7 separate regions of the Mus musculus genome follow, and all the other regions are linked to region 3. A link is a contact called in public HiChIP or PLAC-seq and promoter capture Hi-C data. All regions are on one chromosome and are shown on one strand. The core of a region is the stretch at or near the end of the contact, and the rest is flanking DNA. Distances in the headings are between cores, read along the strand shown. Region 1 holds the start of Snhg7os (a long non-coding RNA gene). Region 2 holds the start of Stkld1 (serine/threonine kinase-like domain containing 1). Region 3 holds the start of Tsc1 (TSC complex subunit 1). Region 4 holds the start of Cacfd1 (calcium channel flower domain containing 1). Region 5 holds the start of Brd3 (bromodomain containing 3). Region 6 holds the start of Slc27a4 (solute carrier family 27 (fatty acid transporter), member 4). Region 7 holds the start of Med22 (mediator complex subunit 22).

Region 1 (4,289 bases), core at 1,312-3,811, 2.0 Mb after region 3:
ATGCCAGGGTGTTTTGGACCCTGCTATAACCTAAGACCCTGCACAAGCCACGTCAGAGCCTCCAAATGGTGAGTCCAATTGCAGCCATCATGGGAGGAGAGAGTAGGTAGGCAGAGATTGCAGGTTGGAATACAAGGAGGCCACTCAGTGACACCCAAGTTAGAAAGGATCATGGGGACAGAGCTGCTGAATGCTGACAGAGATAAGAAGTGTGTGAGGGCTGAGGGAAGGACACCTTGTCCTCAGTGTGCTGACAGTGGTGGCAGGGAGAGGTCTCCTCATGATGTCTCCACCTGCCACTGCCGACCTTGGAAAAGAGGACTTTCCTTGGGGGGCATCTTCCTGTCTCCATCCACCCTCTGAATGCTGCAACCCCTCCTACCATGACGACTGCTCATGCTGCCCAATGTCCCCAGTGATAAATGGGCCACAATGGGAACCTGTTCAGAGCAGGATCATAAAAACGCTGACTCATGGGGGACAGAGTAGCCAAGGGCAGGGTGGGTCAGGAGTATGTGGGATCTCTGACACTAGGATTGTTCATGTAAGACTGAAGGTAAAAGAGGCCAAGGGCTTACACACCCCCCTCCTGGTGACTTCAGGAAGTGCAGGAGAGGCTCCCCAGGAGTAGAATGAAGCAAACCAGACTTCTGTTTTTCTAAACATGGGCCTAGTCCATGTCTGTCCCCAGGAGTCCATGCTAAAAGACAAAGAGTGGAGCTCACCCATGAGCAGCAGCAGCTGGTAGTACTGATAGTTCATGTTGCCCCTGAAGTAGGCAATGGCAGACTCCTTCCCAGGCAGGAAATGGATGTAGATGACATGCCTCCACCCTGTGGACAATACCTGTGATGTGAGAAGTCCATCTCCCCCTGGGCCTTTACTGAAATAAGAATTGGAACCCAGATACTCACCTGTGAGGAACATACCAGGGTCCTCTCCCTCATACAGAGGCAGCTTGTACTGAATACAGCCAATGGGTTTCCTAGAACACAGGGTCCAAGTATGGCTCTCCCCAGGGCACCTAGTTCTTCCCCATTCTTATTTCTGGGACCCATGCTGGCCTCTCCTGAAGCAAGCAATCCTGTGCAAGAGATCCTCTCACCCTATTCAGCATGGGCATAGACCACAGCAAGTTAGATCTCTGACCTCATGAAGAGGTCACCTGGTGTGTTGCCCAGGCAACACAGAAAATGCTGCATTCCTCAGTGACTACTAGAGGTGAGGCAGTCTGTGCTTAGTCACACTTAGAACTGTTTGGCAGCAGCAGCAGACATTACCTCCGCAGAGACCACTCACGTCAGGTTCATCCTGAACTCCAACTCATCAAGACTGTTTCTCTCAAAGGTGAAGGGAGGCAGCGGGTCTTTCCATCTCGACTCAGGAATAGGCAAGTCTCCTGCCCAGCACCTTATGTACCCCTTTCCCAAGATCTGCAGTTGGAGGTCACAAGTGCACACAGTTGCAGGGAGAAGGGAATCTGGAAGACGGTGGGTGAGAGGCAGGAGGAGAATGCAGTCAGGTCTCAGTGCAAGATGGAAGGGTCCGGGATGCCGGGATGTCAGGAGGAGTCCTGACCATGGCTGTCTCTCACCAACAGCAGCAGTAGGTAGAACCAAGCAGACAGGGCACAGGCGTCCTAGGAGAAACACTTCCTGGGAAGAGCCCTGACCACAGACCCTGCACAGGCATCCAGAGGGAACTGAGAAAGGTGATCTGGAGGACAGGTTGACCTTTCACTTCAGGGAGCTGAGCCGGAGGACAGGGCAGAATGGACATGGCTGAGGAGGTGACCTGAGAGAACCATGACTGTACCGACTGACCACGGTCTGCTTCACTGTCTACAGTCAAAGTGCTGAGGTGTGGCAAGGAACAGACTTCTCAGTTTCTCCTGAAATCATTAGGAAGTTGGCTCTGTCTCCCAGATACACAACAGTCACAGGGGCCTTACCCAGGATGAAATCTGAAATCAACTCATTGGAAGAATATAAGAAGTGTCTCTGAAGCACACACACACACACACACACACACACACACACACTGAGAGAAAGGAAGGAAGGAAGGAAGGAAGGAAGGAAGGAAGGAAGGAAGGAAGGAAGGAAGGAAGGCAGGCTATTCTTGGGAGTCCAGCTAGAGCCAGGACAGCGTCCATCTAGCAAGCCTCCCCTGTCCCCCAGCAGCCTCTTAGTCTCTAAGTGCACACAGTGAGAAGAAAGACATGACCATGGCCTGGAACACCTGCTCAAGCCCCACTCCCACCTGAGAAGATCCCACCAAGCACGTAAGAGAGGTATTTTTTTCAACATCACCTGTGGCTTCCATCTGCAGGCCTGAGACACACCCAGTCCAAGGTCTGAGCTTGGAAGCCAGTTGCTACCCTCAGTCCTCCCTCCCCAGGGCCATCACCTCCTCAGGACTGGCAGGAGTCAGAGGAGGCATCGTGGCTCGAACCACAGAGAGCAGGCCCAGCCCTGCAGTGAGTGTGAAAAGATGCATGGCCTCAGCTCAGCTCTGTGCTTCTAGCCTAGCAGCTCCTTGTGCTGCTGCTGCTGCCGCCACTGCTGCCACTGCTGCCACTGCCGCTGCCTCTGCCAGTGCCGGTGCCAGTGCTGCTGCTGCTGCCACTGCTGCCACTGCCGCAGCTGCTACCTCTGCTGAAGCTGCTACCTCTGCTGCTGCTCCAACTTTCTGACATGCAGAATTGCTCTGGAAGCAGAATCCTGCCTTCCACTATCCACACCAAAATCATTGTCCACACCCCTCTGTCCAGGAGATTGCAGTTTTGTTTGGATCAATGTGAATAGAGGAGCTAATTTGTGCAATTAACCTCATGACTGCCTCTGGCACTCGTTCTCGCTCTCTGCTTCCTGACTGTAGGGTCTGTGTGGTCAGCTGCCTCCTAGCCCTACTGCCATGCCTGCTGCCTCATGACGGTACTGTATTCCCTTGAACTATAAGCCAAATATTTCTTCCTTCTTTAAGTTGCTTTGGTCAGGGATCGGGACTGTTCATCTCAATTTGCAATTTGATAAGATCTAAAATCACCCATGAGGTGAACCTCTGGGTGTACGGGAGGGCTTATCTTGATTAGGTTAATTGAGATGGAAAGACCAACTCCTTCTGTGTGGCACCATTCTCTGGCCTAGCTCGGATCCTGGAGTATAGAAGGGGTTATCTGAGGACCAGCATTCATCACTCTCTAATCCTTGACCTGCCATGTGGGCCAGTTGCTTCAAGCCTACTGCTGTTACTTCCCTGTCATGCTAAACTGCAACCTCAAACTGCAGCCCAAACACTTTCTGCTTAACCTGCTTCTGTCTTGGTATTTTATCACAGCTACAGAAAAGGAAATTAAGACAGATCACTAAGACAAAAAGTGACTGGTAACAAGTCGTGAGGCTAAGATAAGAGCCCGCTCCTTAGTGAACCAGGTTTGATTTCTAGCATCCACATGACGACTCAAAACCATCTGTAACTCCAGTTTCAAGGCTTTGGGCCACGCATAACAGTTCACCCCTCAAAATCTAGTTGTTAGAAGTTAGGGGCAGGAGGATCAGAAGTTCAACTTATCTTCAACTACATAGCAAGTTTGAAGCCTAGGCTATATGAGACATCGTATCAAAAAACAGGAAGGAGGAAGGGAGAGAGGGAGGTGGGAAGGCAGACAGGCAGGCAATATAAGGGTTCAAGAACTTGGGACTATTAACAAGTGTGGCTGGGCTGGCCCACCAGTAAAAGAAGAGTGCTCAATGGTGTGTCCCCAGGCCCACAATTCACCCCATCACCTGGGAGCCCTCATCAGTTTCAGGACTTAAAAGACAAATCTGTACTTGTGCGGGACACAACACAGCAAGTAGTCAGAGTGTATTATTTGTCTTCCAGCACTGTCCTGAAGCAGAGGACAGCCAACCTTCTAAAAGCTGCTGTGTGCCTCAGATCCACAGACAACCCCACAGGCGGGGCTAGTTAGAAACATCTGGAATCCATGAACTCCCTGGAGCTCCCTCCTGACTCATCCCCAAAGCGTCCTTGTAAAAGAGGAAACAACTGGTCACCTCCTTGCCTCCTAAATTCTGGTTCGTCAGAGCTGGCCTTTCCTCTTTGCGTGGAAGCTTTAGTATCACTAAGAACAGGGAGAGCAAGGCTGCCCCCACCAAAAACGAGGAGTTTCGTAAGAAGGCGCAGGACTTCATGGGTCGTTTGAAAAGTCCTGTGAGCTTGGTAACACTCGAAATAAGTCTCTGAGTTCTGCTTGGAAAGGCAGGATCTAGGATCAAGCAGTACAGAGT
Region 2 (3,723 bases), core at 132-2,631, 1.7 Mb after region 3:
CTCTGTAACTTGGGAGCAAGGGGCTCTGCACCTTACCTGCTTTATCAAGAACTTGGTTTCAGTTTCCAGTTCTTCCACCACCAGGTTCACCCCTAAGGCTCCAGGATTCAGCATTTGCAATAGCTATCCTCAAGGAAGAGAGAGACTTTGAGAACGTCACATTATTCTCTACTTCCTACATGTGATGGTTCCACACTCCACCCCCAAGTATGGCTTCTTCTCTCAATTTTGTTGTAGAGGAAATGGCCTTAGGTGATGGATTGAGAAGCCTTCCAGGGTGGGGCCAATACAATTTCCCTCGAAGCCCATTCTGGAACTCTTATTTTATAGCCTATGGCCTTCCCCAAGCCTACAGGGGCAGCCTTATAGGTAAGAGACAGTTGGGGGGTGGGGCTGGGGGCAGAAGTGGCTCTTAACCCTAGTGATACCCCATCTAGTACCCTTCGCCAAAATGAACATCCAAACAAGGCCTGTGATTTGTGTAACTGGTGCAGTCATAGCTTCGTCTAGGGCACAGTACTGAAGGAAGTGCTTCCCAGCCATCCTCTGTAACCTGCACTGGTGCTGCCTACAATTCACTTGAGAGATAGATACTGGGGCCTAGGAGCAAGGTCCTTGCCTGTGGCTGTGGGACTGGGGTCTGAGCCAGAGCTCATCTTTGAAGCCACACCTTCAGAACTGGTCTGTAAGCCAGAACTCTACAAGATCAGTGCTGTCAGGTAGAAGGTGGCTGAGGCCTGAGTACAGAGGCCACTGTCAGCGTGGGGTAGGGGACAAGATATGTAGGCAGTACGGGAAGGATAATTAGCATACAGGGAATACAGGGTGTCCGTTGGAGCTCAGCCCAGGTAGTGAGCAGTGGTTTGTTTTTTGTTTTTCTCTAAACATTTCTGGCCATCAGAAGTGCATTTGCTTGGCTAACGCATGTAAGCCTTCTCTCAAAGAATACTGGAAAAGAGGAAAAGAAAATGAGCGAAACTGAAGCTTTTATAAGCCGAGTCTAACAATTAATGAGGCTGACATGTGAGGAAAAAAGCGATTAAAAAAACAACCACTCAGGTTCTGCCTTTAAAGACCCCATACATGGAGGGAAGGGGAAGGGCACGTGCACCATTCTCCAACCAGTGGTCAGACTTGGGGGTTGGTCATCATTTTAGAGGGAAACTGAGGCCCTGGGAGGACTCAAAGGAGGAGAACTCGGAGGAGGAAACATGCGGGGATCATAGGGTCACCCTGTGATGGAGGCTGGGCCTGGCTGTGTGGCCCTCGGACCTGTCCCGCTGCCCAAGGACACTGGACCTTGGTTGTGGGGGCATCTCAGCACCTGATATTTTTCCATGGTATCTCGTGGAGACACTGCCTCACTGTCCTACTACCGGGCAAAGCCCTCGAGCCAGGCCGGTAGTCGAACCCTCGTTTGAGCATGCTCGGTAGTGACTGCTCCGTGTGCCCACCCCACCTCCTCAGCCCCTCCACCTGCCTTCCATAACCCTCAACCCGGGGCGTGTCTGCTTAGCACTTTGGCTCGTACATGGCATACTCGTACTATGCCCCTTAAAGAAGCCACAGAGAATAGGGAGCCGTGTTTCGGACGAAGGGCAGGGCCCCGGTGTGTTGGGTAGGGTGGAGGGCGGGGCAGAGACTGACGACGCGGCAGGCGGGGCCGCAAGTACTACGGGCGGGAGACACAGGTGGCAGGAAGTCTACCAGCACGGTGGGCGGGACCTGCTGCTTGGTGAGGGTGGAAAGTGGTCAGCGCTTCGGGTTCTAGAGGCTGAAGGGCTAGGGGTGGTCCGTAGGGGCTGGAGGGGCGGGGCCTGGGGTGTGGGGGCGGGGTCTACCTGTGAAGGGCGCGCGGCGGAGGCGGGGCCTGTTCGTGAAGGGCGGTGCGCCGGCGCCAGGCTCCTCGAGCGTGGCGGGCGGGGCCTGGAGCGTGAGGGCGCGCGGCAGGCGGGGCGGGGCGCGGCGGGAGGCGCGGTCCCTTTAAGGCTTGGCCTACGTGGCAGCCGCTAGAGCAGCCGCGGCTCAGCGAGGCCGGCCGCCGGGTACTTCCTGTGGAGGCCGCAGCAGGCGCGAGCGCCCAGGACCTGCCAGCTGAGCCTTCCGCCGCCGCCATGGGACAGAACGACCTGATGGGCACGGCCGAGGACTTCGCCGACCAGGTGCGGCCTGCCCCACAGCCCGCTGGCCGTCACGGCCCCACGGACGCCCGTCCTCGCCGTCCTGCCTAGCTCTACGGAGAAATCCGAGGGGAGGCTGGGCGGGGGGTTGGGGGTGGCGGCCAGGGAGGCTCCCGGGGCCCGCGGTGCTGCTCTGTGCCCTCTGCCCTCTGAACCGCGGCGGCTCCTTGGGGACCTCTGGGGAAGGGGGTACTCTGTGCGCCCCGCTGCGTGGCCCCTCCGCCCTTGTCCAGGACCGTCCTGGCCCTTCCTTCTTTGCGTGGACTCTGCTCCGGTTGCCCGATCTGGGTCCACGCTGCCGAAGGAGAGGAGCCTGCCCCTTGGCTCGCCTTCCCAAGTGTACAGGTGGCTTGTGAACCGCAGGGAAGGCCTGGGATGAGTCTGGGCCCGAGCGACTAGCTGGGCAGGGTTAGAGCCGGAGAGAGGCGCAGGTGGCACCACTTTTTACAATTAAGTTCGACGGATGGGGTGGGAGTTGTGTGAGTGTGAGGCTTTGACTTCTGAAATTGTCCCGTTAGATCTGCGAAGTCATAATATAACCTGAACTAGCCCTGGAGGCTGAATGGTGCCGGGGCCCACCCGCCAGCCAGTTTTGGTTCACTTAGTGTGTTCGTGGCTGTCGGTGATACGAGGAGGCATTTTTTGGCCTAGAGTACTCGAAGGTTGGGTGTGTGTGACCATCTTCAAATGAGCTTCTCTACCCCTCCTTTTGAGGGGTGTCACCTCCCCATGTTCACCTTCAGTTCTGTTGAACCATTTTCCTGTGAGCTGATCTTTTTAAAGGCATTTCTACCCCTTTTGGAAAAGTTTCTAATGCCACGATTTTGCATTAAATACATAATTTTAAAATTGTATGGACCAAGGTCTTCCTCTTGTGATGGGTTTCGTTGACATAATTCTCAGTGACCCAGTTTTATCTTCCTGAGTAGCAGCTCTCTAAGAAGATGGCTTCATAGCCAAGTTTGTGAGCGGCTCACCTCAGGATCTTCAGCTGGAAAACCCACCATTTTGCAAGTGGATTTCACAACCCAGATCAGATGAATTATCTCCAAGAAGCTGCCAACTATCTAATGATAGATTTCAACTGGAGAAAGAGTTCATCTTTTATGAAGTCCTCCATGTACTTTGTTTTGATTTAAATGAAAGAAGCCAAATCTTGGGACTGGACAGGCTTTTGTGGGGAATACAGTAGCCACTCCCACTAAGTAACTGGCTTGGGCTCCTGGACTTGCCAGTGTCCACCACCCAGGAGGAAACCCTGGGTCTCCTACTGCTTGGTGTCCAGGGCATCTCAGGTCTGGAGTTAGATTTCAGCTACACATCAGTGGAAAGATGCCCGTACTGTAGATGGCCTGCTGCTTAAAACCAAAATTCCCAATGAAGGTTCCTTCTTAAGGGATTAGCCTCAGAGTCCACCTGGAAGTTAGCAGAGGATACCACAGGAGCTTCTGAGATGTGACTCCTGCTCTTCTGATCCAGTGTCAGGCATCAGGGAGCCTTCCAGTGGCCTCAGTGTGACCAGTCCTGGGAGCTTTTGTGTTGG
Region 3 (4,021 bases), core at 27-2,526:
AAAGCTTAAGACATACAAACCAAATGCACCCTGTTCAAAATCTCTCACCACACACACACACACACACACACACACACACACACATATCCCTACCTTGGCCAAATGATTAACTACACTCACTTAATAATAGGCCACCTTTAATCAAATAACAGACAAATGGAACCAGTCGGACTTCAATTCCAGTGCTGTCTCAGAATAGGGGGGTGTGACCTTGGGCAAATTATTCCACTCTCTCCAGGCCTCAGTTTCTTCATTTAGAAAGGCTGCAGACTGCTTCTCCTTTGTCCAGAACCAAAGACAGGATGGCTACCAAGCACTTTCAATAGTGCTCGGTCACACAGGCACCCCCTATTCCCCCTCTCCAAAAAACAAAAAACAAAAAAAAAACAAAAAAAAAAACAAAAAAAAACGATAGTTGCGATTACTGGCCGACCACACTCCACGCCATCCCCACGTCTCTCTCATTCCAAATCCAACACGCGAGAAGCCAAACTCTTCTAACCCACAACACAAAGAAAGTGCTTGGGTTCTAAAAAAGGTGTCTGGGACCGCAGGCAGTGGGTCCTCCAGGTCCTCAAATGAATGAATGAGCGTTCAGCAGTGGCTGGGCAGGTAGCTGTCGCTAACGAGCACCTCTGCCGACTTGGAGGTAACTGTCTTCCAGCATCAATTAAACACCCACAAGTACACCCAGAGCCAAGCACTCGGCCGTGCACACTCTCCCCGAGACGGCGGGCGCCGGGCAGCCTCCAGTGCCCACAGGCGGCCTTCATTCATTCTCCACCCCCAGCCCCGGCGGCTGCAGTAGAGGCTCGAGCCGCGACCCCACCCCCGGGTCCCCGTGCCGGGCCCGGGGTCTCTGACCTGCGCGGCGCACCCCCGCGGGAGCCTGTCACCGCAGCAAGCGAGGGGGGCGGGTTAGCGGGGCCACCTCGGGCCCGGAGCTGCAGCCAGCCATGCCATCGGACGGAGCAGGCCCGCCTCAGCTCCCCGGGGCCCCAGCAGCCCAAGCCGAGCCCTGCCGGAGCCAGCGCGCGATGAGGGCGAGGAAGAAGCTCCCCGAACCCCCTTCCCCGGACCCCCGACTCGGCTAACGCGCTCCGCAGCGCCCCACAGCGTGAGGTCACGCTGCCAGAGCTGCCCCGAAAAGCCCACAAGGAAAAGAAGGGGAAACACCCCCCGTACTCACCCACCGTCTCCTCCCCCTCAGCTGTTTACCTCACAGTCCCTCCAGCCTACAGGGCGCCGCCATCTTGGACGCGCAGCACCTCCCCCTGGCGTGAAGCGTCTCGAGCGGCGGGGGCCTCCGCTATGAAAAAGAGTCCCTATTCGGGTCTCTACTACGCTCCGAGCCTAATGCCAGATGGCCAGAGTCTCAGCCTCTCCAGACAGGACAGGATATACCACTTATGACGATACAAGCTGGCCGAGATAAATAAAACCGAAAGAGATTTTAATGTGGAGGCGGGGACGGCGGAAGGATCGTGAAGGTGGGAGCCCACTGAGAGATCTTGTGACTCTGAAGGAGGCCGAAAGAAGTCCCGGCGCAGAGGGCGGAGCCACGAGACCGGCCGAGGGGTGGGGTGGGGAGGGGCGGCCACGTGATGGTGACAGGAGGCGCGCGCTCGGAACAAGCACAGTCAAAAACAAGCTGGCAGGGCTAGGCTCAGTGGAGAGCGCTGGCCCTTTCGAGCCAGGTCCCTCTGTCTTTGGCACACCTGCCACCTTTGGGGTCTCCCTGTAGGCGTTCCTATTTCCAAATGAGCCTCTGGGATCCCCTTGGATGGACAGCCTGTCAATTGCAGCAAAAAGGATGGGGCTTTCCCCCACCACCACTTTTTCCTTTGCAGAAGAGTCTGTGGAGTGACATGTAGAGGCCAGCCTTAGTCAGAGGATGCAGTTTATGTTGTAAAGTCAGAATACCTTGATTTACTTGCATGCCATGACAAGGTGTCAAGTCTTTTCAAACCTTGCCGGCTGTGGTGCAAAGCTTTTTAGAGGGATATCAGAATGTATATAGTTTTCATTTGCTGTTATTTTCCTTATTTGTATTATTTTTTTAATTAATTATGTATTTATTAAGGTTTTCCAAGACAAAGTTTCTCTTTATGCTTTGCCCATCCTGGAACTTGCTCTGTAGCCCAGGCTGGCCTGGAAGTCAAGAGAGTCTTCTGCCTCTGCCTAGCTTTAAAGGTGCTAGCTTTAAAGGTGTTCACCGCCGCAGCTGCCCCAGCAGCCGCCGCCACAACCACCACCACCACCTGGCATTGTGTATTTTTTGTTTTGGTTTGTTGTTGCTGTATTTTGTTGTTTTTTGGTTTGGGTTGGAGTTTGGGGTTTTATTATACTTAAACTTATATAATAAGACCCAGTGAAAGATGATAAGCGGAAGCTAGAGAAATGGCCTTGCCGTTAAGAGCATTTGTTGCTCTTACAGAGGACCAGGGTTAGGTTCCCAGAACCCAAATGGCAGCAGCTCCCAACTACCTATAACTCCAGTTCGAGGAGATGGCGCCCTCGCCTGGCCTTCTTGGGAACTAGGACTTCTCTCCTAAGCATACATCCAGGAGGCTCTCCTTGTCCTTAAGATAATTGAGTTTGTGTACACTCACCCCCAAATTGTAGTCTTTCAAGTCGTGTGCATTGCACGTTGGATAAGCCAGGGAAATTATTAACAAATAAGTATTTTGTGTGTATTTAGTGGTTGCTTTGTATTGAGAGAAAAGCTTTGAGGTGTGATTAAATCGTAAACTCTGATTCTATTTGGGAAAAACAGGAAAAAAGGTGCACTTAATCTCTAGCTAAAACAGCGTAATTTTTCAACTTTTACCCTAAAATTATAATTTCAAGATGTTTAGACATACTGTATCTTGTGTTTGTGTACCCTCTCCCCAATATTATGGTTTATTCTTTAATGCCTTTTAATTTGGATATAATAGCTTGTACTTTAGATTTTGGTTGCTATCTTGCCAAAATAAGTGTTACTGTTTTTCAAGCTTGGCCCCCTTCCCCAATTGTCTTATTTAAAGAGAAAGTTAAACTCATTAAAAAAAATAATAATAATAATAATAATTGAGAGGAGGCAGAGGCGGGGCAGGCACCTTAATATAAATAAAACTCAAAGTACTTTAAAGTACCACAAGACTCAGTAGCACTGTGGAAATTCTATTTACTTCTGCGACAGGGTCTGAGTCTCTGCAGCCCAGGCTAGTTTTGAACTAGAGAATCTCTTGGCTCAGCCCTTCCCACTGCTTGGATTACAGAAGTGCGCTACTGTCCTAGTTTGCTTTCTGTTACTGTGATGAAGACCATGACCAAAAACAACGTAGGGAGGGAAACGTTTATTTCTTCTCACGGCTTGTAGTCCATCATGAAGAGAAGTCCTGGCAGGAACTCCAGACAGGGCCGTGGAGAAACAACGCTTCCTGGCTTGCTCCTTCATACAAAGCAGGACCACCTTCCCATACAAGACCCCACCCACAGTGGGCGGAGCCCTCAACCTCTGTTACAGGCCGATCTGATGGAGGCATTTTCTCAGCTGAGATGACCTCTTCCCAGATGATCCCAATTTAAGCTGAGTTGACCAAATAAACAACCTAGCCAGAACAGTTGCCTTCTCTCGGGTTGGATTTTACATAAAGGCTGATTTTTGTGAAATAGAAGTAGGAGAGGAGGCTGCAAAGAGAGTAAGATCCCAGACACGGGTGTTGAGGTTTATAAACCGCAGTAGTAAAGTGCGGCGAGAGCGAGCACCTCAACGGGCCCTGCCAAGATGTTTCCCCTGAAGAATCAGCCAGAAGACAGGCCTAATATTAAAAAGGTTTATTGATGGGATGGACCAGCCGGGGACACGTGAGGAGGAGGGGAAATGGAGAGGGGAGAATGGAGAGAGAAAAGGGAGGAGGGAAAGGTAAGGAGAGGTCTTCTTTTATGTCTGGCTCCTGGCTCGTACCTGGCGGGTGGAGACACAAACTGTTGCTAGGTAACTGTTGGGCGGAGCCTAGCGGAATTGCTAATACAT
Region 4 (4,054 bases), core at 874-3,373, 1.6 Mb after region 3:
TCCAGTGTGGAAGCCCAGCGAGGCCCCTCCCCTCTGACTGCACCTTCAGGTTACAGTCTGCCCCAGCCACCCAGGCTTCACCAAGAAGTCCCTCACCAGGAACTCTGGGAGCCTCTGAGGACATTGCTGAGAGCTGCCCATTCTGGCAGGACACAAGCTAAGGGAGGGCAGAGTGTTGGCCCTCTGAGGCTGCAATTAGCACCAACTTATTAAACTTGCAGCAGGCCTGGGTCACCGGATCCCTCCACTGGGCCTGGAATTCCACCATTTTCCACTTTCCTGTGTTACATTATCCAAATGGGAACTGATGCAGGAGAATGGACCAAATGAGTGGCACAGCTTCTATGTCACAAAGTCTCCTCTAATAAAGAACTCAACGCAGCACTCATTCACGCAGCAAAGCTTCCAGGGCCACAGAAGTGAAAGACTGTCGGCCCCCTGCCTGTGTGGAGCTAGGCCTGGTCTCACCTGAAAGGCCTGCACTCCTGTCCTCAGCATTCCATCTACAGAGCTACTCCACCATGCTGTCCTACAGAGCCACCTTTGGGAGGACCAGGTCGCAACTCAGACGAACAGGAGTCCTTTGACAACCAAGGACTCAAATACATCCACTCACTTGGGGTGCTAATAATGCTCATGTCTTCCATATAAAGGAGATGTCCCTATAATCCTTTCTTCCTCTGTCTACAGAGGTCTTTGGGACCAGAATAAATCCCTCCAATAAATAATAAGCCCCTTAGAATATCCTCCATTCCAAGAGAGGATAGCCCTATGTCAAAGTGACCGGCTAAGCCATAGCTCCTGCCAAACCCCTATTGAGTTTTTAAAGCAAATACACGATATCCTTCCCTCCTATGATATGCCAGTATTCAAAACCTTGATGTCCACCCCCCTGATCCCAATGATCAGGTTCAGGGAACAATTTAAGCTACGGCCACAGGTCTCCAGTAAGGTTTCACTGATAGCTTGGCTCGGCAGGAGGATTAGGGAGGCCTTCGGGAGTAGCACAGGTACCCACAGGAAGTATGGGACTGGGTGGGATTTCCAAAGTCAATCTAATCTAGAAATCACCTGGTCACTGACTGAATCACCATGACGGAGGGAGGATAGCCGCCTACAGGTCATGGTCAGGCCCTTCCTTGTCCCTCACCCCTTAATACCACCTTGAACTAGCTAACTGCACTGAAGAGGATTTGATCAACCTCAGCAGACTTCTTCCAGAGCTGCCTTACCAGGGCAGCACATACCTAACTCTACCCTATCCATCTGACTAGCAAGATCGTCTGGACAGATGGGGCTCCAAGGTATTCCTCCAGACAGGAAAACGGATGAGTCTTCCCCTACCCACACAGTTCCTGCTCTGGTACCAGGTAGGCAATGGATCCTCGGGCCTTCCCAGCACTCACCTGGACTTCTAGGAATTCACAATGAAAGGGACACCCAGGATTTAGCAAACACACTGTTTGGAAGGCCAGCAACATAGCTGCACTGAAGAGGCGGACCTGCCTTCCTCTTTACAAGAGCAGAGAAAGCTTGCTGGTGTGGAGGATACTAGGCCGACGAGAAGCATTAGGAGAGTGTGGACAGTAGGAACCCGAGGAGAACTCCGATCACTGCCCAGCCACCCTGAGGGGCCACTCTTCTCCTGGCACCATCTGACCCCCAAGCAAACTTCCCAGCCTGTGGAGAGCTGCCCCCCATTTATGAACAAGTTTTGTCCAAAGGCTGGGAACTTGGCAGTCCCACCCCAGCCCAGGTAAGCATCACCAGGCCGAGGCAGGGCCGGGAAGGGGCAGACGCGCGTCCTCTGTGAGTCTCATTTCCTCTGATCAGGGCCGCAACAACTGGGCAGTAAGCCATCGAGTTCCGGCGGTGGACTGCAGGCCTGAGGCCGGGAGCCATGGCAACCCCGGGGACGCCCGCTCCCTGGACCCGATACTCACACACCGCTCCTAGCACTCCCGCCAGGCGGCACAGCCAGCGGTACCACCAAGTCATGCCCTCTTCCTGTGCCGGCGGGGCTGGGCCCGCGGCCGCTCCGGCGGCGCCCGAGCCGCTCATGCTAAACGCTGCGCGCAGCCCCAGGCGCGCACAAAGAGACGTGTCCACCCGCGCGCGGCCTTGTGGGAGAGGTGGTGATTAGCATAGGGGCGGGCCCGCAGGCCATAGCCGGGGGGCGGGGGGAGGGCGGGAGGAAATGGAGTATAGCATAAGGGGCGTGTTTACAGACTGTCAGACGCCCTTTGCCACCCAGCAGGTGCGCTGGATCCGGTCTGGCCTTTCCTCTTTGCAAGATTGGAAGACGTCATCCAGAAGTGGCAAAGGCCTTGTTCAGACCTCCAAGGAACTCCGCCTTGCAGTAGAATGAGCTTTCGAGCTAGGCTTGTAATGGGCGGCAGGTTATGGGAGGAAAACTCCAGTCTGGTATCCTGTATCCTTTATTAACCACTGGGGGCTGGGACTGTTTTTCTGATCTCCACCTCCCAGTCCCAGCCCTTCTGCACCTGGAAAAGGTCACTAAAAGAGGTTCCCTAAGGCTAGCAGGCATTAGAACTTCTAAAGAGGCTAAAGTTGCATACTCCCCGGCTGTTGGAGAGAAACCTAGGACAGAGCCAGGCTGTCGTCCTGTTCCGATGTCCTAGGTGAGATGGTCCAATACTCGCCCTGGAGACTGGCATGTGCCTCCAGGAAGCCAGGGCTAAACTCCAGTTCAGCCTCGCTGCCTTCGGACTCCCAGTAGAGCACCTGCTGCCCCCAAAATGTTGTGGTCCTCAGACTGTGGATGTCCCTGATCTGTGGAGAAGCAAGTAGCCAGAACAGGCCATGAGTGATCATTATTTATAAACTCCTGGCTACTCAGAGTCATTTTTGTTTCTTAAAGGAGCCCACATGAGGGACACTCGGTTCTACCCAAGAAACTCCCCAGAACACACAACCAGGTACAAGAGCTAGGATCCTGCTCAAGACTAAGTCTGAGGTGCTCTGGTGCCTTGTAGAGCATACTGAATCGCAACCCTACCTATGCTCTTCTGAAAACAAACAAAACACCAGACACAAACACGATGCTTCCACGCTGGGTCAACAGGCAATGGACTCCCAGGGAAGGCCTTCTCTCTTCCTTCTTGTGGGTAGAGCCACAAGCATTCCCTGGTGAGTGAGTGAGTGGCAGAAACCCTCCTTCCCATTCTTTCCAATAATTTTGAAGTTTTGGATGAAAAATAAGCTAAAAGTGTTCCCTAATGCCAACACTCCCTCCCTCCTTCCTAGAGACAGCTCTCCAGAATCGTATCAAAAGATTACCCCCTTTTTGTCCCCATCCTCGTGGCCTCACCGAGACATAGTTGGCATTGGTCCCCTCAGAAGCAGTGCCCATATCACTGGCCAGGGCGCGGATGGCAATGCGGGCCTGTGGAGCCACACTGATGAAGACCCTGCAGGTCCCTGCCTTCCTCCCGTCTGGGCTCAGTGAGGGACTCACAATTTCACCCCGAGGTCCAAAGAGCTGCCTGTCACATTCTGCAGGCAAGAACAATGATAGGCTGGGTGAGGGCCACCTCAGGGAGACTACTGACACCAGGGGGTTCCCTGACTGCCTCTCCCGTCCCTCTGGTGGGCCTTTACTCTGTCCACTTCTAATAGACTAGCTTCAGGCAGTGATCTGAAAGGGGCAGGCAGTGGTGGCTCAGCAGAAGTGTTTTGTACAAGGCAGACAACTTAAGTCTGATTCCTAGGATCCCCATGGCAGGAAAGAACCTCTATCACTGACCCTCAGCCCCGTCCCCACAAACACACACCCTAACTTCGACGAGGGCGGAAAAGCTTTTGGTTCTTGCCACACAAGCCTGATTGCCTGAGTTCAATCCCAAGAACCCGTGTAAAGATAAAAGAAGAAAATTGGCTCCGTGGTGGAGTTGCCCTCTGTCCGCCACACCCACATCGTGCCATGTGCATGCCCACACATGTACATCGTAATTCCTAATATTTAAAGGGACTGAGAGGTGTTGGTGCCCTCTGTGGGGAGAAGGCAACAGTGGCATGCTTTGGGCTGGGCACC
Region 5 (4,287 bases), core at 291-2,790, 1.2 Mb after region 3:
GTCCTAGTAGCCAGAGTGCTCAGTGTGTCCAGAAAGGTGAGACCCAGATGGCAGGAATGATAATAGAACCTGCAAGGTGACTGCAGTTCTGCAAGCTCCCAGTCATGGCTTTGCTGGGGAGCCTGGGTTCAAGAGTTTAAGGACTCTAACTTAGAGCCTCCCAGGTCTTGCTCTCCTACCCTGTGTTCAGTCTGCGACTAAACAGCAGGGCTTCCTTGCAGTGGCCACCTCGCCCCAGGGTGTGAGAAGCACCCATGCTGTAGACCAAAGAGGAGACAAGAAGAGCCTGGAGAGGCTCCAGCTTGTCCTCAAATCTCTTCCAAGGACCCTGGGCTTGGAGCTTGGGACCTCTGAGACCAAGGATGTCACTTTGCCTTCTTGAGCCTTTTTCATTTTCAGGTACAGAACATATTCGTTGTGTATGTGTGTGTATGTGTGTGTGTACGTGTGTGTGTGTGTGTGTGTGTGTGTGTGTGTCTGGTATTTAATACCATAACCACCTGTGCATTTCTTGCATGCAGCAAAGTGCCCGCTCAGCCAGAAATAAACTCAGTGACACCAGGATCTTGGAATAGGTCCAGCTCACAGCAGAATTGGAACCCTGCATTGGCAGGCAGGTTCAGCGGGCACTGATGGAAAAACTTGTTTTGTTTGTAACGTTTTTGTTGGGGTCTATCACACACCCACCTTAAATTACAACTGGATAAAAACTGACTAACGTAGGCACCATTGTAATTTTCACCAAAACCAAGATCTGAAGTGTGACCCCGTCCTAACCCTTTCAAAACGCAGAAAAAGGGCGGGACTTAATCTCATTCCTGTCTTTCCATAGGCACATGGGGACACACTGAGACTCCAGAGAGGGAAAGTTGGCTGGCACAGCCTGAAGCATCCCTTACTGGTGTCTAGCTTTGGAGAATCCGCCTTTTTCCGGCACCACCAGCCAGGTCTCTTACGGAGTCCCCAGGTCTTCAACCCGCCCCAGGATTTTGGGGCGGGATTGATCGCGACTCCTCCCTGGCAAGGACCGCCCTGCGCGCGCCCTCGCCAGGCTAATTAGGCGCGCGGTTTGTTTACAAACATGGGCTGGGGCCGGTGCGCGCCTCCCTGCTTGTGAGCATTCGGGGTTTGAGGGAGGCCTCGGGGTACCCGGGTAGTGACCCCAGGGTGCTAACTGCGTTCCCGCCTTTCCCACGTTTTCCTAGGCTTCTGGAAATCCGCCCACCAGTTCTTATTCCCTGCGTGTGGCTGAGAACGCTAAAGTGAAGGCGCGCGGGCGGGCCAAGGTTCCAGCGTCGCCTCGGGTCCTGGCGGGCAACCTCCCAGCCCCGCCCCCACGCGCCCCTAGGCCGGGCCCGCTGGCGGCCAGGGCGGCCGGGCGGGCGGCCGGGGGCGCGCGGGGCGGGGCACGGCGTGGCGCCGGCGGGGCCGGGACATGTAGTCCGTGCGCCTCGGCCTCCCCTGGGCGGCCCTGGCGCGAGCCCGGGCGCGGACTACGACTCCCGCCAGGCGCCGCGGCGTAGCGCATGAGCCCTGTACAGCTCCGGCGCGTCTATTATGCTGCCGGGGCCGGCGAGCCAAAGAGGAGCCGGCCGCGCGGGCCGGGAGCAGACGGCGCTGGAGCCGCCTAGGCCAAGTACGCCTTTTTCTCGTTTCCTTGTACACTCTGGGCGGCGGCGGCGGTGGCGGTGGCGGCGGCGGACTTGGCTGAGAGAACACGGCCCGGAACGCATGGTGCAGGCCTCCCGCGCGTCTCGAAGCCCGGAGCCCGGGGCCGCCGCCTTTGTGCGCGGCCGCGATGCAACAAAGCGGGGCGGCCGCCTGCCCGGGGTCGCAGCGACTGCGCGGGCTCCGCTGCCCTCCGCCTTGCGCTGTGCGCCCGCGGCTTGCCGGTCGCCTCGGGCCGGACTGGGAGGCGTCGCCTTGGTCGGAGCGCCCAGCCTGGACTTGGCACAGCCCGCGCTCTCTGCGCCAGCCCTCCCTCACGGAAGGGATTTTTTTTTCCTTTCCCCTTTTCCTCTGCCCGCCATCTTCCGAAGGGGACTGCCTGGAGGATGCGCGGCGCGGGAAGGTGCGCGCGGTGTGCCCAGGGTCGCTCCGGCGCCACTTAGGGCGGATCGTCGCAGGGCAGGCCAGGCTGGGCCTGGACACCGCTGGAGCCTTGCAAGTGGGGCAGCCGCGGCGTGGCTTGGGGGGCGGCGGCTGCATTTGCAGAGTTATGGCCCGGGAGACGACTTTGCGCGCTTACGAGTTACTGGATTATTGCAGCCAGGCCAGGAGGAAACCCAGTTCATGTTTTGAAATCAGCCTAAACGAGTACTTAATCCGGGCGAGGTCGATTCGGATTGAGGTGGAAGGGGTGGGGTGCACGTCTTTTTCTTACTTCGTGTATAACACGCAAGCTAGTTGGGTGAGGAATGCGCACCCCAAAGCCTCTCGTATGTAAGGTTCTTGAGGATTCCCGGTGAAAAATCCTGGCGGCTTGGGGAAGTTCTCTCCACCAGTTGCTGCGACGGGGGCAGGGCTAACGAGGAAGCCATAAACAGTCTTCTTGCCCTGGGGCGGCGGGGGGGGGGCGGTAAGGAGCGGGAAGGGGGCTCACTGGGAGCCGGGGCATACCTTTTGTGAGTTCATACTTTAGGGCTCAATTTTAAGGCTCTGCCCTTTGCAATTTTGATTAAGAGCTTTCTGCCAGAAATAAGTGCACAGCTGTTGTTTCTCTACCTTAAACTTCTTAACTGTATAAGTTTGTGTCTCTGAGGTCATTCTTGTGTTCTTCAGTGGCTAACATGGGACTGGGTGCAGGAAGAGAAATGAGTGAAGGAATTGAAGGGCTCAGGTCCTGTCCCCCTTAACCCATGAGGACAAGCTGGTTGTTGTGTCGTCCATCCCCCCCCCCTTTTGTTTTGCACTTTCTTAGTGGTGTGCATTACTGGGGGTGGGGGTGCCCCTGAAGAGATCTGAGATCTCTGCTGTGCTGCTTGAAGTGAGTTTCTCACAGGCTTTCCAGGGTCCAGGAAAGGAAGGACTCCAAGGATCAAGCCCCAAGCCCCAGTGACCTTTTTTGAGTGGCCCTGAGTGTGGCCTCTCATTCGCAAATAGAGGCCTGTTTGCTGTTTGTTCTGTTGGAGGCCTTGATGTGCACTGTTGGCTGTAGATCATGAGAGGTGAGGTACAAGCTTGACAGTTCAGGAGGTGGGGGTAATTTCTTCCTGACCTTGCTTATAAACTCCGGGTCCACTGCTTTAGCAAGACACCAGGAATCTGTGGCGATCCAGACCTAGCCCCACATCCGGGGAATTCAGGAGAAAGGCATTAAAAAGCTTTTGTAGGGTGGATGACCAGGGGGTGTGCCAGTTCGTTCATTTCCCTACCTATATATCTATTTACTTTATTTATTTTACTTTTAGGAGATGCCAGGTTTACTTTCACAAAGAGTAACTGCTTTCTTTCCACAGTGCAGTATCCTGTTTTGGAAATGAGCTTTGAATGAGGGATGGAGCTTGTAAAAGTGTCCTCCCTCCCTTAGATGGTGAAAATGGGGGGGAGTGCTGAAAGGAAAGGCCCTGCCTGGCTTGCCTCTACTCCGGCTTCTGTAAGCCTGGAGCTGTGCCCCCAGGGGCTCTCAGGGTTACCTTGTCCACTTCCTGGTTTACTGTGTCACAGCCTTCCCAGGGGAGGGTGGCCCAAGGTCACAAGTGTTACCCACTGTTCAGATAAGTGCTGGTTATCCAGATCTCACCTTAGAAGGAAGAGCCGCGGGGAACTATGAGTGGGAAAACAGGATCCAGTGGAGACCTCCACAATTCAGAAGGTAATAGGAAGTTAAGAAAGCAGTACTCCTTCCCAGGGGACAGCCTTGAAGCTTGTGGCGTCCTTACAAAGCTATCCCCTGCACCTGGGGGCTGCTGTTTGCAGTACATTTTGACATGTGGTACCCTCTCGTCTATTTGTGGTTACTGCTGCGCTATGGGACACCCAGCTGTCTTAGTGTTGGTGGGTTCTATTGCAGGGGAAAGTGCCCCATTGTGGGTGCTCACAAGTTGGTAGTCTCTTTGTAGGCCTCTGGGTTGAAGTAGATCTGGGTCCATGCTGTGTACGTGGCTCAGGCTCTGGTTCTGGCAGTTCAGTACTGTTGGCTCTGGTCTCTGCGTCTCCATATGGCCTGATGACCTTGACCTGGAGATACATTTTGGGGAAGGGCCTCCTTGCCCCCATAAGGCCCAGAGCCCCACAGAGGCTATCATATCCTAACAAGATGAGGACTGGAGAAGGAGGGGCTACTAG
Region 6 (4,281 bases), core at 1,479-3,978, 1.2 Mb before region 3:
CTGTTCTGCTAGAAGCCCTCTGGGGTGGGGCCCCAAGCCCATAGTCTCCATTCCTGATCTGGAGATCGGGAGCTCCCCGTAGCCCTCACTGCCATAGAAGCTCAGGGGTGAGCTTTCTCCCTGCAGGTGGAAGCAGGTACCTGTCACCTTTACTACCTTGTCTCCTAGGCCTTCTCCATGCTGGGCACAGGGAAAATGTCCAGAGCTTGTGGAACCCCCACCCTACCCCCATATCCCACACTGCCAACTGCTACTTCTTTGTCAGTGCTGGGTCCTCTGGCTGTGCTCTGTCCCCCTCCCCCACCTGCACAGCACCTTTCAAACAGAGAGTCCTTTCCCTTCAGGAGACCTCTTGGGTTTCCCGCCCAAGTTCCTCACCTGGGGCTTGCTCTCTTTATCCCATGCTCCCACAGCTCCTGTGGGGCCACTAGACACCTCTTATAGTCAGCCCAGACTGACAAACACTGAGCTGTCCATTCTAGGCAAGGCTCCCTTTTCCGGGTACTAGAACACAGGAGTGAGCAAGACCACCAGGGTCTCTGCAGCAATAGCACAGACAGTTTAGGGAGTTACTTCGTCCCTTTCTTACCTCCTAAAAGTCTGAGCTTCTTCCTCTCTGACCCTCAGAACCAGCCTAGCATAGAGCAGCTAGGAGCAATTTCTCCCAGCTGTCTAACTCAGGATTTGTGCTAGCATCCAGTGTCCCCCTGGGCTCTTTCAGGCTGTGCCAACCTAAGGAAAGGTCCTTTTCCTCTGGGGTCTTCTTCACCTTGCCATGAACAGTGTCCTCGTGACCCTTCTCAGACACATCTTTCAACAGATCTGCTTTGATTTGTGCCCCAGGTCAAGGAGTCTCGGGGTTAGGAGATTCCTTGAGACCTTGACCTTGGAGATGAAAGTTCTAGGTATGCCAGGAGAAGGGCAAAGAGAAGACACTGTTCCTTTAATAACCCAGATGTCTTGTGCTGGCAGGGATAATGGCTGGTAAAGCCCAGCACAGTTGAGACCCCAAGGGAGGCTAGATATGGTACTCACAAGATATCTCTCCTGACCGTCTTGATGAAGACCCGGATGAAACGCCAGCCACCAGACCCCAAGTACAGGAGCAACAGGGAGAATCCCACCTGGGTCCAGGGCAGCTTCAGCACTAGCTTGGAGAACAGTAGCGCCCCCACCAGAGATGCTCCAAGTAGCATTGTGACCTGCAGGTACAAGGTGGTTAGGAGACACAATTCCTTCTTTAGGGGCCGCTACTTCTGCACCAGCAGCCACTTCAGTATGAGCCCAAAGGGTCAGCCTATGGGGATTGCCTAGTCACCTTAAAAGGGGTGGCTTAAAAAAGGTTCAAGGCTTTGGTTCCATGCCAAGTTGGAGGGGCCTTGAAATCTACAGCTCTGGGGTTAAGAAACAAGAGGATGATCTAGCTTCTGGTTCTATCTTTGACCACCTTGTCAAGTGACCTTGTGCTAGCCCCTTTCCTACTTCAGGCCATAGCACCTTGCTCTATGCATTGGGCTAGTAAGACTTGTTCTTAGAACCTTTCTAACCCAAACAGGACAGTCCATTCACCGATATTCAAGCAACCTAACCAGATGGCCGGGAGACAGGTGCTGATAGAAGTGTCTCTCCTAGGGACTCCAGGAGGTTCTGGAAATGACAACACCAAAAAGGGCAGCTTCCTGGGAAGGGAGCCCTGCACAGTCTCTGGCCCACAGACTCAAGGTAGCGTTGTGCCTCTACCGGTCCATAGAGGGCGAGCCAGCAAATGGCTTAGAGGCAGGAGGGGCCTGAGAGGTGACAGCCCAGGGGTAGGGTGGAAAGAGGTGATTGTTGGACAGGAAAAGGATTTGGAAGTACCCACACATTCAGATGGATCTTTGAGGACTAGGGCTGAGAAGGGGAAAGGCTGTGTTGAAGCCCAGGGCAGAGATTAAGGCCCACGCTCTATTCCCTCTTCTTTATGGATTTAGTCAAGAGGACTGCTAATGGATTGCTTTTCTTGGGAAGAGAGGAAGGTCAAAGATATGAAGTAGCCTGAATATCTCCAAGCTAGGCGGAGGACCACGGCCTGGAACACAGGGAATCCCTTATGAGACTGCCTTCTGGAGAAAAGCATAAAGCAATGGGTGGGAGGACTACCGCAGGATCGCTAAGATCCTTAGCTCTCTGACAGAGGCAGTCAAAAAGCAAGCTAGGAGCCGGTCCAAGACCGCTGAGAGAGGAGACAGGACAGGAGGGGCGCCACGGACCGATTGCCTCTAGATAGCCAGGACATCAGAGCGTTCTCGGGGTTGGGAGAAGGAGGGCGCGCCCCTCAGTCCGAGCCGGCACCGCCGTCTCCCCCTGCTCGGCCTGGCACATTTTCCCCGCTCAGAAAGCCGCCGTCCCCGCCTTAGCTCACCCGGCTGCGGCTGCGCGGCGCGGCGCCCCGTCAGGATGCGGCCCGGTTGCGGCAGCGGAGTGCGGTGCGCTGGGGGCATCGGCCGCCCCGGGGCACACACAGCCGAGCCTCGGTGCGTCTGGCCCACTCCTCGTCCTTGTAGGGTCTGTACCTCTGCCCCGCTCCACCCCCACCCGCCTCCCGCACCCGCACCGGCTGTGCCAGCCGGCAGCACCGCCTTCTGTGCCGTCCCCGCAGAGGGCGAGCTTCTGAGTCCGTGCACCTCAGCGCAACCCAGCCCCAGCGCGCCCGACACCGCCCAGCCCCTCCAGCCCTGCGCGCACCACTGCCTCCGCAGCCGCCCGGCCCGCTGGGAGTGGTAGGCTGAGCCGCACGGCATGCTGGGAGTTGTAGTCCTAGTAGTCTAGCTTGTTCAGGCTGCTGAAGTTGCCCTGGTCAGGCAGTGCTCCTTGGGTCGTTCCTCTCTGCCATTTCCTGGACCAGGGGATCCAGGTAGCATAAACCCGCCCACAGACCATTTGAGAATACATAGCCAGAAGCTAAGGCCCAAGTAGAATTTGTTTAACTTATTATTATTATTTACATTTGTTTGCTTATTTGTGTATGTGTAGATACATATGCCAAAGACCCTGTGTGGTCAGAGGACAACTCGTGGGAGTTGGTTCTGTTCTTACACCATGGGCTCCAGGGATCATACTAAGGTTACTAGGCTTGGCCCTCAGTCTTGGGAACAGGCACCTTTTCCTGATCCACCTTGTCAGTCCTGTTTGTTTTTTGAAACAGGGTAGTAACTTTGCCCTGGATCTTGCTGTAGTTAATCTACTTCAGCCCAGAGCGCTGGCATTACAGACATTAACTACTACATTTGTCTTGAAATAGAATTTAGCAAATGTTCAATACCACTTGCTGAAAAAAAAAAAAAGCTGGATTCTGGCAGAATACACAGGGCATTGGGCTTCTAGACCATTCTGGAATGGTCATTCACCACAGCTGAGTATGATTGTTCCCTCAGGACTTTTACAGTTTTCAGTACCTTTGCAAGGTTCAAAAAGAACTGAAGAGCCAGGAGGAGTAGCTTCAGGGGATCTCCTCAAAGGTCAGGATTTAAAGCCTGTGTAACTAACTTTAACCCTGACTGATAACACTCCCGAACACTGGTTCCTTTGTAAACTGTGAGCTTTGTCAGGCTGTGGGCAAGGGTCTAGACTCACAGCCGTTGGATTGAGAGCCTCTGAAAAGTTCTGGGGTGACTATGCAACGTGCCTATTACTGCCTCTGTTCTTAAATAGCCCCTTCAATGACTCAACCTAGTCAAGTTCTTAAGGGGGGAAGGGGCAACCTTCAAGGTCTGTTTATAGGGATTACAGATGACATTTTGGTATGAAGATGGTCTGGACCTGCTCAGGATTGCATCCATTGGAGAGGCTGGATAGTAAGCTAAAGGATGTCTCTAGGGCTATAATAGCAGGTGCCCCATGTTCATAGACATGTGCATCACAGACCAACAAGAGAATCATGTTCTCAGCAGAGAGTTCCAAATCTGTGCCTTCTTATGGATTAAAGGTGGGCTTTAGGGGATCAAGCACAGCGGTGGTGGTGGCACACACCTTTAACCCCAGCACTCGGGAGGCAAAGGCAAATGAATCTCTGAGTTCGAGGCCAGCCTGGTCTACATAGTGAGTTCCAGGACAGCCAGGGCTACATAGTGAGACCCTGTCTCAAAAACAAACTAACAAAACAACACCCCACAAAAGTGGGTTTGGGGGTCAGGTAAGCATGGTGGTACATAACTTTATTATTTATTTATTTGGTTTTTTGAGACAGGGTTTCTCTGTGTAGCCCTGGCTGTCCTGGAACTCACTCTGTAGACCAGGCTGGCC
Region 7 (3,960 bases), core at 844-3,343, 1.7 Mb after region 3:
TTCCCTTGATGATGCAGTAGGGCACCCCCATCTTTCGACACAGAGCAGGTAGGAAAACCACCAGCTAGAAGCAAACATGAGCTGTAGGTTGTTTTGGCAGAAGCAACAGCTAGCTGCACAGATACTTTGTGGCAATTGCTCAGGGTTAAAAAGCTCAGTAATTGCACTTCAAGGTCACTTCAGTCAAAGATTGACATCATTGCAAGAGCCACACCAATCTTTTCCCCAGCTCTTCAAACCCAGCAAGAGATCCCAACCTTCCAGAAGCCACACAGAACCTCACACCTACCTCAATGGGGTCTACGTCATGGGCAATCACCACCAGCTGAGCCTTCTTGTTCTCCACCAAGGTGGTGACTGTATTGACTCCTGGAACATACAACACAACCACTTTGCCTGTGTGCTCCGGCTGCTGCAGTCACAAAAATGCAGCTCCACTAAGCTGCGACTCAGGGTTAAAAAGCTCGATTTACTCTTCACAATATTTTCAGGTGAAGAAATTCACACATCACTGCACAGCCTGCCTTACCATCCTCCCTTTGGGGGGTGGGGGGGACGGGCAGGGAAGCACTGACCTGCTCGGAGGACAGGTGGTCTCTTAGTTGGGACGTCGCCTTTGCCAGCAGCTTTCTTCTCAGCACGGGCCAGTAGCCTTTGCTTCTTCTCTTGCTTTGTCTCTGGCCTGTACTTGTGGGCAAGCTTAAGCAGCTGAGTAGCTGGAAAACACATTCAATTGGACTCTAAGCCTGAATCCCTTTAAAGGCGCTGGGGCTATTACTTGGCCAGCAATCTCACGCCCAGGCCCAATTCTAACCTGTCACTTAACCTGGCATTGAAAAGTTGTGTCTGACCTCCTAGCCCTGAATGGCTGTGGCTCATGCCATTAATACCAGCACTCATGAAACAGGCAGCAATGCTGAGCTCCACAACTAGAGACCCTGATCCCCCAACAAAACCACCCTATTGTGGTACACTGATGAGACGGCAGGAGGTCAACACGGGGATCCTTCCTCAACTGCTTCCTCACCAAATCCCGCCCATTCCAGGTGGAGGGACTGGGGACCCCCTTCCACCTCTCTCTTCATAGCTGTATTAGTGTGGCCATGCACTGCAGTAAGGGCAAACTCGGGGCCAGTTTCTGGCTCTGGGGCCCGGAACCTCACCTGTCTGCCTGTCCAGGGCCTGGGTGAACTGGTTAATGGCAGGAGGGACTTTGAGCCGCTTGTAGAGGATAGCTCTTTGCCGCTGCAGTCTGATGTAGCGGGGCCATTTGACGAAGCGCGTTAAATCTCTTTTGGGCTGGATGTCCTGTCCTGGGAAGTTAAGAGGGACACTGTGACCGAGGCCTCTCCTCGGGCCGGCCTGCAGCCGAGGCAGTACCCAGGGCAGGAGGGCGTCGGTGCATCAGCGATCTTGGTGGTTCTAGTGTCATCACCACTCATCTGATAGCAAATATTCTGTCACATCATCTGCACACGACCACCATTCCCCTTCTCACACCAGCCGAGCATGCGCAGTGGCGGCTGCTCGGGACGGTGCCCGGCTCTCATTCAGTCCATTGCCCGTCAAGGCGCCTTGCCCTTGTGACACGCCGACGCCACTCCTTACCAATGCCGAAGTTCTTGGGCCTCTTCTCGAACAGAGGGTTGACCACCTTCTTGGCCTCCTGCTTCTTGACGACGGCGGGGGCCGGGGCCACCTTCTTCCCCTTGGCCTTCTTCCCTTTGGGCTGTACGGAAGAGAGAAACCCGTGCCATCGGGCAGCGGAGTCATTGCCTGTGAGTCGGTCGCTGTGGCTCCCTTTCCGCGAGGGACCCCGAGGAGACAGGGACGGCGGAGAACGCCGCTGACGGGCGACGGGCGGCGGATGGAGGCGGATAGCGCGGGGGCCCAGAGACACTCACCATCTTGCTCGGCTGCTGGAGAAAGAAAGAAGAGGGAATTGTGGGGGATAAGTAAGTGGCCGCAGATATCGCGAGAGCAGGCGCCCTCGCGGGATTTCGGATTTAAAGCGACAAGGACCCACTTCGGACTCTGACAGAGGGGCGGAGCCTGAGCGGGGGCGTGTCGGGCCGCGGCTGCGCGTTCGTCCAGGCGGGCGGGCCCTGGCACCGGACCGCAGGCTCCGAGAGGCGGCGGGAGGCGCCAGGAGTGAACGGAAGCCGCGGGAAGGAGCGTGCGGGTGCTTTGTTCCCTCGCCGTAAGGGCCTGCTGCCGGGCGTGTGTTCGTGGACGGAGCTGTTGTATCGGAAATCCCGGTCCCCAGCCCTCAGTACTCGGTTCGGGCCGGACCAGACTGGTTCTCGTCCAGGGCCCGCCATGGCCCAGCAGAGAGCCCTTCCCCAGAGCAAGGAGACGCTGCTGCAGTCATACAACAAGCGGCTCAAAGACGACATCAAGTCCATCATGGACAACTTCACCGAGATCATCAAGACCGCCAAGGTGTGTGGTAGCTGTTCCGAAGCCATTGGAGAAGGCTGGGACTGGTTTTCCCTGGGGCCTGGGTACAGGGGTGAGGAAAGCAGAGGGAATGTGACTCACCTGACCGGTGCGGGTAGGAGTGAAGAGGCGTTAAAAGTAATGGGACAGCAGATAAATAGAAGAGCCAAATAGTGACAAGCACAGAGCAGAGAGGAGAACTCTGGCCCGTTTGCCAGGGCTCTACGTTAGTTACTGAGCACTAGCCACCTGGGCTGAGGTTTACCCTTGCCATAGATTCTTGTGATGACTGGTGAGTTTAACCCTTAAACACCACAACCCTCATGTTGTGGTGACCTCCAGCCATAAAATTATTTTTGTTGCAACTACAGAACTGTTGTTACCCTTTGAGTCGTAAATGCCAGTGTTTTCCGATGGTCTTAGGCAGCCCCTGTGAAAGGCAATCCACAGGTTGAGAAATGCTGTTCTATTTAAATAATTTCTGAGAAGCCTCAAGCCCACTGAGGTCTGTGTTAGGCTCCAGCTGGTCCACCTGTAAGCTTAAACTCAGAGATCAGAAAGTTTGTCTTTTTAATCCTTTATTGAACATCTTTTCTTTCTTTTTAAGATTTATTTATTTAAGGACTGGAGAAATGGCTCAGTTAAGAGTACTGACTGCCCTTCTAGAGGTCCTGAGCTCAATTCCCAACAACCACATGGTGGCTCACAACCATCTGTAATGAGATCTGATGCCCTCTTCTGGTGTGTCTGAAGACAGCAACAGTGAACTCATATACATTAAATAAGTCAATGTCTTTTTAAAAGATTGATTTATTTAATGTATATGAGGACTCTATTTGCATCTATACCTGCAAGACAGAAGAGAACATCAGACAGAAGAGGGAGGGCATCAGATCCTATGGCAGCTGGTTGTGACCCACCTTGTGGTTGCTGGGAATCGAACTGAATGTACCATCTCTCTAGCCCTTTATTTCTTATAAACTGTCACAAAGACTGGGCAGTGTCCTTTTGACATGAAGTAACCTATCGTCACCCAGAGAACAAGAAGGGGTTGGAGACATTGCCAGTTGTCTAGACAGGAAGTAGGCTCTGGATCTGCGGGAAGGCCTGACAGGCTATGGTAAAGACATGAAGGCGGGTGGCGGCGGCGGCGGCGGCGGTGGCAGCTAAGCCAGGTGGCTGCTCCCTGTGTTGATTCTAGGCTTTTCTTATTTGCCCTCAGATTGAGGATGAGACGCAGGTGTCTCGGGCTACTCAGGGCGAACAGGACAATTATGAGATGCACGTTCGAGCAGCCAACATCGTGAGTGTGGGATGGAAGACACCATGGAGGGGTTGTAGGTAGAGTCCAGAGTAGCAGAGGAAAACAAGGGAGCAATGGGGTGGGCAGAGCCTGTCTTGGGGATTGCCCTCATAGGCACTGGGAGGAGGGCCTTGTCCGTTCTGTGGTGGTGATGAGAGGGAGGGCAGCTGTTCCTGTTGACATGAAGGTTTCCCAAGGCTGCTTGCGAATGGAAAAGG

What was found. Promoter capture Hi-C pulls out the DNA fragments that hold promoters and counts their contacts. HiChIP or PLAC-seq counts read pairs in DNA pulled down with a chosen protein or histone mark.
Region 1: a promoter capture Hi-C map of pre-B cells shows a contact between it and region 3, with 2.4 times the contacts expected there. The contact joins the promoter of Snhg7os here to the promoter of Tsc1 in region 3. A contact is called at or near these places in 2 of 39 promoter capture datasets (liver and pre-B cells) and 1 of 9 other capture datasets (liver).
Region 2: a promoter capture Hi-C map of pre-B cells shows a contact between it and region 3, with 2.9 times the contacts expected there. The contact joins the promoter of Stkld1 here to the promoter of Tsc1 in region 3. A contact is called at or near these places in 3 of 39 promoter capture datasets (erythroid cells, liver and pre-B cells) and 2 of 115 datasets of contacts at active chromatin or transcription factors (embryonic stem cells and pancreatic cancer cells).
Region 4: a promoter capture Hi-C map of liver shows a contact between it and region 3, with 3 times the contacts expected there. The contact joins the promoter of Cacfd1 here to the promoter of Tsc1 in region 3. A contact is called at or near these places in 3 of 39 promoter capture datasets (hippocampal neurons, liver and pre-B cells), 1 of 484 Hi-C or Micro-C datasets (B cells) and 1 of 115 datasets of contacts at active chromatin or transcription factors (stem cell-derived neural progenitor cells).
Region 5: a promoter capture Hi-C map of the HPC-7 cell line shows a contact between it and region 3, with 2.8 times the contacts expected there. The contact joins the promoter of Brd3 here to the promoter of Tsc1 in region 3. A contact is called at or near these places in 2 of 39 promoter capture datasets (the HPC-7 cell line and pre-B cells) and 1 of 115 datasets of contacts at active chromatin or transcription factors (astrocytes).
Region 6: a FOXA1 HiChIP or PLAC-seq map of pancreatic cancer cells shows a contact between it and region 3. The contact joins the promoter of Slc27a4 here to the promoter of Tsc1 in region 3. A contact is called at or near these places in 4 of 39 promoter capture datasets (embryonic stem cells, hippocampal neurons, liver and 1 more) and 2 of 115 datasets of contacts at active chromatin or transcription factors (astrocytes and pancreatic cancer cells).
Region 7: a contact with region 3 is called in a promoter capture Hi-C map of liver, with 5 times the contacts expected there. The contact joins the promoter of Med22 here to the promoter of Tsc1 in region 3. A contact is called at or near these places in 6 of 39 promoter capture datasets (erythroid cells, hematopoietic stem and progenitor cells, hippocampal neurons and 2 more), 2 of 115 datasets of contacts at active chromatin or transcription factors (pancreatic cancer cells and thymic regulatory T cells) and 1 of 9 other capture datasets (liver).

The regions. Positions count from the first base shown.
Region 1 is chr2:26,640,393-26,644,681 of GRCm38.p6, reverse strand. Snhg7os (a long non-coding RNA gene) reads right to left here and starts at 2,561. Exons shown (of 4, transcript XR_003953776.1): 1 at 1,300-2,561; 2 at 915-985; 3 at 726-833.
Region 2 is chr2:26,931,714-26,935,436 of GRCm38.p6, reverse strand. Stkld1 (serine/threonine kinase-like domain containing 1) reads right to left here and starts at 1,381. Exons shown (of 19, transcript NM_001379463.1): 1 at 1,325-1,381; 2 at 37-123. The coding sequence starts at 1,339. It overlaps Surf4 (surfeit gene 4), which reads left to right and starts at 1,926. Exons shown (of 6, transcript NM_011512.3): 1 at 1,926-2,162. The coding sequence starts at 2,115. It overlaps Gm36591 (a long non-coding RNA gene), which reads left to right and starts at 2,169. Exons shown (of 2, transcript XR_374179.1): 1 at 2,169-3,723.
Region 3 is chr2:28,638,488-28,642,508 of GRCm38.p6, reverse strand. It overlaps Tsc1 (TSC complex subunit 1), which reads right to left and starts at 1,276. Exons shown (of 23, transcript NM_022887.4): 1 at 1,219-1,276.
Region 4 is chr2:27,007,995-27,012,048 of GRCm38.p6, reverse strand. Cacfd1 (calcium channel flower domain containing 1) reads right to left here and starts at 2,123. Exons shown (of 6, transcript NM_029862.4): 1 at 1,944-2,123. The coding sequence starts at 2,061. It overlaps Adamts13 (a disintegrin-like and metallopeptidase (reprolysin type) with thrombospondin type 1 motif, 13), which reads right to left. Exons shown (of 29, transcript NM_001001322.2): 28 at 3,332-3,516; 29 at 2,424-2,793. The coding sequence ends at 2,602.
Region 5 is chr2:27,472,926-27,477,212 of GRCm38.p6, reverse strand. It overlaps Brd3 (bromodomain containing 3), which reads left to right and starts at 1,540. Exons shown (of 12, transcript NM_001113573.1): 1 at 1,540-1,636.
Region 6 is chr2:29,801,081-29,805,361 of GRCm38.p6, reverse strand. Slc27a4 (solute carrier family 27 (fatty acid transporter), member 4) reads right to left here and starts at 2,728. Exons shown (of 13, transcript NM_011989.5): 1 at 2,402-2,728; 2 at 1,036-1,202. The coding sequence starts at 1,196.
Region 7 is chr2:26,908,775-26,912,734 of GRCm38.p6, reverse strand. It overlaps Med22 (mediator complex subunit 22), which reads left to right and starts at 2,093. Exons shown (of 4, transcript NM_001033908.1): 1 at 2,093-2,442; 2 at 3,662-3,742. The coding sequence starts at 2,320. Rpl7a (ribosomal protein L7A) reads right to left here and starts at 1,928. Exons shown (of 8, transcript NM_013721.3): 1 at 1,905-1,928; 2 at 1,609-1,729; 3 at 1,164-1,313; 4 at 576-716; 5 at 290-369; 6 at 1-64. The coding sequence starts at 1,907. It overlaps Gm23969 (a small nucleolar RNA gene), which reads right to left and starts at 1,474; the gene lies at 1,401-1,474. LOC115489587 (a small nucleolar RNA gene) reads right to left here and starts at 517; the gene lies at 444-517. It also overlaps LOC115489586.